2 separate regions of the Sus scrofa genome follow, and region 1 is linked to region 2. A link is a contact called in public Hi-C data. All regions are on one chromosome and are shown on one strand. Each heading gives the region's core, a stretch centred on a gene start, on an enhancer-like site or on the middle of the called end of the contact. The rest is flanking DNA. Distances are from core to core; before and after follow the strand shown.

Evidence for each region. Hi-C and Micro-C count contacts between places; a contact is called where the count stands out from the background.
Region 1: a contact with region 2 is called in a Hi-C map of epiblast stem cells, with 2.4 times the contacts expected there. The contact joins two enhancer-like sites. A contact is called at or near these places in 3 of 5 promoter capture datasets (fetal liver, fetal skeletal muscle and liver), 24 of 47 Hi-C or Micro-C datasets (adipose tissue, alveolar macrophages, blood and 15 more) and 2 of 2 datasets of contacts at active chromatin or transcription factors (alveolar macrophages and skeletal muscle).

What each region holds. Positions count from the first base shown.
Region 1 is chr9:64,778,694-64,782,213 of Sscrofa11.1, reverse strand. SOX13 (transcription factor SOX-13) reads right to left here. Exons shown (of 15, transcript XM_021063210.1): 15 at 1,272-3,190. The coding sequence ends at 2,914. Among named protein-coding and RNA genes, the nearest start is that of ETNK2, 27 kb to the left of the region's middle. Within about 2 kb of position 1,828, at least 9 of the 83 cell types and tissues checked have an H3K27ac peak or open chromatin away from gene starts, as enhancers often do. A contact at or near this core is called in epiblast stem cells, where this site is marked.
Region 2 is chr9:64,569,064-64,572,671 of Sscrofa11.1, reverse strand. No RefSeq gene overlaps it. Among named protein-coding and RNA genes, the nearest start is that of SNRPE, 10 kb to the right of the region's middle. Within about 2 kb of position 2,006, at least 2 of the 83 cell types and tissues checked have an H3K27ac peak or open chromatin away from gene starts, as enhancers often do. A contact at or near this core is called in epiblast stem cells, where this site is marked.

The sequences.
Region 1 (3,520 bases), core at 579-3,078, 210 kb before region 2:
GCCTGCCTACACCACAGCCACAGCAATGCTGGATCCAGCCTCGACCTACACCACTGCTCATGGCAATGCCAGATCCTTAACCCACTGAGTGGGACCGGGAATCAAACCCGCATCCTCCTGTTTCCTAGTCGGACACGTTTCCACTGTACCATGAGGGGAACTCCAGCACACACCTGTGTTAATCCCACCTAAGTCTTCCTCTTTGACAAGAATTACCTCTCAGCTTTGTTGCCCCCTTTTCATATTAGTGAGATTAAATTTCCAGCCACAAGGGTTGGTCTTTTTATCAACCGTTGTTGCATTCAAAGAGTTTCAGTCTGTCATCCAGCTCTTTTAGGGCTAATGGACTATTATTTCTCCTAGTGTGAAACATCTTTGAAATTCTCACTTCAAAGCATAAGGTCACAGAGCCCTGAAGTGCATCAATGGAGACCCTGCTTCATTAATCAATATCTTGGCGGGGGGAGACTCATAAATGAGCTCCTGGCCTTCATGTGAGTCCTTTTCTGGAGTGAGTTTCACAGCTTTCATTAGATTCTCAAAGGGCTCCTTCTCCAAAAGAGGGTAAGAGCCATGGCTAAGGCTTAACCTCCTTGTTTTCAGATGAGGACAATGAGGCCTAGAGGGGAGGCCCGATCACTCCCACCCCACCCCTCACCCCCTGCAATACACACACAAAACCGTGTAGCTTGTTTTGGGGAGAACCCCAGCTGCCTGACTCTTGTTACAGTGCTTGTGCCACTGCCTTCTTTCTTAGGACCTGGGTGGCCACTTTGTGGTGAGGTCTGCCTCACCTCTGTTTTTTTTTGCTTTTAGGGCCCCACCTGCAGCATATGGAGGTAACCAGGCTAGGGGTCCAATCAGAGCTGTAGCTGCCAGCCTACACCACAGCCACAGCAATGCCAGATCTGAGCCAAGTCTGCAACCTACACCACAGCTCACGGCAACGCCGGACCCTCAACCCACTAAGCAAGACCAGAGATCAAACCTGCAACTTCATGGTTCCTAGTCGGATTCGTTTCCGCTGCGCCATAATGGGAACTCCTGCTTCACCTCCTTGAAGCAGGTGTGGTGTTTTTCTCAGGTGCGGGCTCTGGGGTGGCACCTGGCCTGGGCCTCCCTTGCCTAGGATAGTTCCCCACGGGCTCCATGCATGAAGTTCCCTGGGGCTGCCACAAGGGGGCAGTGGTGCCTGGGCTGGTGGCATATGGAAACATTCTGGACTTGGGCCAGGCTCCCGTGCCATCCCCCCTCCAACAAGAGCCAGAGACTGAAATGGTCTGTCTTTATTATGCCAACAGAAAACAAACAAACAATTCCTCCAAGGGTAAACAGGAGAAATATGCTGGTTAAGTTACTCATCATTATCTTATTATTAACAAAATAAAGCACTATCTATGTTTACAGTCATACAAAAAAAAAAAAAGAAACAGCCTGGAGAGAAGTTGGGCTTGGGGAAGTGGAAGGGAAGGGGAGAAGGTTGGGGGGCGGACAGACTCTGTCCCTGTGGGACTGGGGTTCCCTTCCCACCCCAACCCGGCCCCCCATTAGGGGCTGTTCAGGATCTTTGGAGTCATGTGCCAATGGGATTGGATTTTCTTGGGCAAAGATCTTGTGAAAAGGGTCAGGGGTTGAGGCAAGTTCTGGTGTAGAGTGGGGGAGGGGAAAGGAGTGGTGGGGGCGAGCTGGGTGGGAGAGGATGGAGAGAAAGCCGAAGCCCTTTTCTCCTTCCACTCCCTTCCAAGAATGGGGCCCTCCCACCCCTGCTCAAGGAGTGGCAACCAGCTGCCACAAGAGCCCCCTCTCCAGGGCTTCTGTCACGGACAGAAGAGGGCACCCTCCGTCCTCCTGCCCCTATTCCTGGCACTCAGGTTGGGACCGGGGGCAGGGGCACCAGGCCAGAGCCCCCTGGAGGCCAAGCACATTCCCAAGCTGCTGGGAGCTAAAAATGGCTCCGTGGGAACTGACAGGCTGGGTCGGGGAAGGAGCGAAGGGGAAGGCAGGAGGCTGGGGGGCTGAGGGCAGAGACCGGGCCAGCATCAAAGGGCAAGGGCAGACACCTGGGAAGGCAGAGATACAAGAAAGGCCCTCCAGAGAGGCAGGGACAGAGAGAAAAATGCACCAAGGACACACAGAACCTGAGACACCCAGACTGACAAAGAGGTAGCAATTAGGGGACGAAGAGAAGCACGGAAAGGGCCCCCCCAGGGAAGCGAGAATGGCATCCAGAGACACACTCACAGGAACTCAGCGACAGTGCCTGGCACATAGCGGGCACTCAATAAATACCTTGTGCAATGAAAGAACAGATGAAAACACATGTGCATGTGCGCGCATGCGCACACACACACACACATGCACACACAGCAGCCAGAGGCACGATAGGCTTGGCAGAAGATAAAGACGGCGAGGACACCCAGACCTTTCTGCACAAAGTACAAAGTGATCCTCATGGCAGAAGAGCAATCTAGGGTACTGCAGGCGGGGGCGGGGGGGGTGCCCGCAGGCGGTGGGGGGGCGGTTGTGTTGGTCCCATGGTGGCTGGTCCCGCTAGGACAAGAATGGAAACAAAGCATGTGGCCCCAAGGGGACAGGTCTGTAGCTGCCATACCCTCAGGGTGGGCAGACCTGCAGGGAGGGTCACTGGGTGTCCCCTGGCCACAAGCCCCATGGGCCTGGATCTCAGCCCATCACCACCAAGTGGAGCCATCAGCTCCTCAGGTGTGCCCATGGGGCAGCGGGGAGGGGGTATCTCCCCGTCGTGAACATTATCTACAAATGCACCGCTGTGCCCCTCTCCCGGGCATGCCCAAGTCCAAGTACCAACACAGTCCAGGGTGGGTGGCTGTGTCCCCCTGTCCTGGGGCCAGGTCCTCCCCAGGGAGGAGGGTGGCCAGGCCCACGCAGCCGGGATCAGTCCGTAAGCACCACCAGCTCCCCGTCACTCTTCTCCTCGCCCTCCGAGTCCTCCTCCTCGCTGAACCGGTACATCTCACCATCGGCCACTGAGTGCCTGTCCTCCGTGCCCTCGCCCTCCTCCCTGAGGCTGCAGGTGTTGACGATGACAGGCATGTTCGGGTCCAGGCTGCGGGGCACATAGTGCTCCACCAGGGGCTGTGCCAGCGGCACGCCCGCCACCCGAGGGTACAGGACGTCTGAGGGGCTCATCTGCACCTGGCCGGCCTGCGGGCTGGGGAGCAGAGGCGGGGCAGGGTTACAGGTGCACCCCCTCCTCTCCCCTCCCCTCCCCGCCTCCTCAGGGTGCACCCTCCCACCTCACACCCTTGGTTTCAAGATATACACACTCTGTTCCCGGGCTGCTTTCTGATAGCATTTTCTTTTCTTTTTTTTAAGAGCACACCTGCGGTATATGGAAGTTCCAGGCTAGGGGTCAAATCAGAGCTACAGCCGCTGGCCTGCACCACAGCCACAGCAATGCAGAATCCAAGTTGCATCTGTGACCTACACCACAGCTCACAGCAATGCCGTATCCTTAACCCACTGAGCAAGGCCAGGGATC
Region 2 (3,608 bases), core at 757-3,256:
ATTAAAAAGACAAATATTGTATGACTCTACTTGTATTAGGTATCTAGAGTAATCAAACTCAGAAACAAAGAATGGTGGCCACCAGCAGCTGAGTGGAGGGAGGTATGAAAAGTGTAGTTTGTTTTTTGCAAAACTAAACAGTTTTAAAGATTGGTTGCATAACAATGTAAATATACTGAACGTACACTTAAAAAAAATGGTTATGACATGAAATTCCCGTCGTGGTTCAGTGGAAACAAATCTGACTCACAGCCATGAGGATGCAGGTTTGATTCCTGGCCCACCTCAGTGGGTTAAGGATTTGGTGTTGCCATTAACTGTGGCGTAGGCCACATCTGTGGCTCGGATCCTGCATTGCTGTGGCTGTGGTACAGGCCAGCGGCTACAGCTCTGATTCAACCCCTAGCCTGGGAACCTCCATATGCCACAGGTATGGCCCTAAAAAGATTTTTTTAAAAATGATTATGACAGTAAGTATTATGTGTATTTTACCAAAATTAAAAAAAATTTTAAATAAAAAATACCAAAATACGGAGTTCCCATCGTGGCGCAGTGGTTAACGAATCCGACTAGGAACTATGAGGTTGTAGGTTCGATCCCTGGCCTTGCTCAGTGGGTTAAGGATCTGGCCATGCCGTAAGCTGTGGTGTGGGTCGCAGACATGGCTCAGATCCCCCATGGCTGTGGCTGTGGCTGTGGTGTAGGCCGGTGGCTACAGCTCCAATTAGACCCCTAGCCTGGGAACCACCATATGCCGCGGGAGCAGCCCTAGAAAAGGCAAAAAGACAAAAAACAAACAAACAAACAAAAACCCAAATATGAGATAAACATATCTGTAAAGAGCCCAGAAAGATAAGCACTTAACTCAGTGTTTAAATGACATAAATAACAGTGGTTATTTATGGAGAATACTGATGGAGAAAGGAGGGTCTTATTTTCTGTAAACTTTTGGTTTACATTTTGATCATAAACATGTATTAATCTAACACTTTTTATTTATTTTTATTTAAAAAAAATTTTTTTTGGTCTTTTTGCCTTTTCTAGGGCCGTTCCCCGTGGCATGTGGAGATTCCCAGGCTAGGGGTCTAATCGGAGCTGTAGCCACCGGCCTATGCCACAGCCACAGCCACGTGGGACCCGAGCCATGTCTGCGACCTACAACACAGCTCATGGCAATGCCGGATCCTTAACCCACTGAGGGAGGCCAGGGATGGAACCCACTTCATGGTTCCTAGTTGGATTCGCTAACCACTGGGCCACGATGGGAACTCCAAGCTAACACTTTTTTTTTTAAATTCAATTAAAAATAAATTCCATTGGATATAACTTTTTATCCTTTTTTGGCCACATCTTTGGCATGCAGCAGTTCCTGGGCCAGGGATCAAATTCAAGCCACAGTAGTGACAAGGCTGAATCCTTAATCCTTGACAAATGAGATACAATAATTGCTGGTGCCTACAAAATACAAAATTCTAGTATTTTTAAACTATTCTTATCCTTCTTTCTCCCTACTAATAGAACACCAGGGGCTGCATCAGCACTTAATTTTTTCAGAGCCTGAGTGCCCCCCCACCCCCGGACTTCAAGAATGTTACAAGGAAAAAAAAAAAAAAGGAGTTCCCGTCGTGGCGCAGTGGTTAACGAATCCGACTAGGAACCATGAGGTCGCGGGTTCCGTCCCTGCCCTTGCTCAGTGGGTTAACCATCCGGCATTGCCGTGAGCTGTGGTGTAGGTTGCAGACGCGGCTCGGATCCTGCGTTGCTGTGGCTCTGGCGTAGGCCTGTGGCTACAGCTCCGATTCGACCCCTAGCCTGGGAACCTCCATATGCTGCAGGAGCTGCCCAAAGAAAGAGCAAAAAGACAAAAAAATAAATAAATAAATAAAATAAAATAAAATTAAATTAAATTAAAAAAAAATGTTACAAGAGTGTTAGTGGGTAGTTAGCAAGACCCCTTCTGAAACCAAGAACCAATTCCATAAGTATAACCGCTCACATACCAATGGCTGCCAACAAGAGCAGCTTCCCAGCAGCATGTTTTTGTAACGTTAATGAAGCCAGGAGTAATGCCTCTTATAATACAAACTTTAGTTGGAAGAAAAGATAGATTGTAGAAAAACAGAACTTAAAAAAGCAAACACACAGGCTCCAGTAGAGCAGGAAAGTAAGCAAAGATTTCAGAGCTTGACTGTAGAGTTCCCTGTACCTTATTTCTCACTATCATCATTTGCTCTGTCAAAAATAGAGCCTTCCATGTCTTGATCCATTCAGAATGAGCCGCAGCAGGCACAGCTTTGCTTACACAGGGCAGCTAGGTTAGAAAGGTTGCACGGGAAATGGAAAAAGCAGCCAGCAGGTTTTCTCAGGGATTATACTGCTCCAGCTTTTATCCTCTTCCCAGCTATTTTGGTGCCAAGAAAGCTGCAGGGAGGTCTTTTGCTCTCAAAAAGCTTCTCACCAGAAAGCCTGAAGCAGTCTCAGGGCTGCAACTCCCTCTGCTGCCTGATGCTGATGTTTACTTTGCATGTCATAGCAGGTTCAACTGAGTTTCAATTGAAAAGCAGCCCTCTATTTCAAAATATGACCCCAAAGCACAAGTTCAAATAGAGTAGAAGAGCTAGCATACCAGGTTCCAAGCTGGACTGGTTTCTACACTCACCTTACAAATCTCCTCTCTCACAAAGGATATCTTTCCCTAGGTTTCAAGATCTCAGTCTCCCTCATAGGCACTTCAAAAAGCAGGAACTGGACTTCTTGGTTCTTCCTTACCTACCCTGAGTAATACTGCTCATTAGCAGAATTTATGGTCATTCATCTTTCAAGAGCCAATTTATTTTTTTCAATATCCAATTTTAGTAACACTTACCTACAACCAGTATATTGTATGGACAACAGTAAGGAAGTTCCTCAGAAAACTAAATATAAAACTACCTCATGACATAGCAATCCCACTCCTGGGCATATACCCAGACAAAAATACAATTCAAAAAGCTACATGCCTTTGCTGTACAGCAGAACATTGTAAATCAACTATAATTAAAAAAAATTAATGATAATATGCACCCTTATGATCACAGCAGCACCGTTCACAATAGCCGAGACGAGGAAAACAACCTAAATGTCTAAAGACAGATGAATGGATTAAGATGTACGTGTATATAATGGAATACTACTCAGCCATAAAAAGGACAAAATAATGCCATTTGCTGCAACATGGTTGCAAGAGATTCTCATACTAAGTGAAGTCAAGTCAGAAAGGAAAAGATAAATACCATGTTTCATCTATATACATGGAATCTAAAATATGGCACAAATGATCCTATCTACAAAACAGAAACACCTTATGGACATGGAAAGCAGACTTATAGTTGCTGGGGGGGAAGGAGGAAGGAGTGGGATGGACAGGGAGTTTGGGGTCAGTAGATGCAAACTATTTAGAAAGGATAAGCAATAGGATCCCACCATACAGCACAGGGAAGAACATGATAGAAAAAGAATGTATATGCATATGAATTACTGGGTCGTTATGTTGTACATCACAAATTGACACGACACAGTAAATCAACTATACTCTAATAAAAAAATACTTAGCATGTGGTACTGAAGCT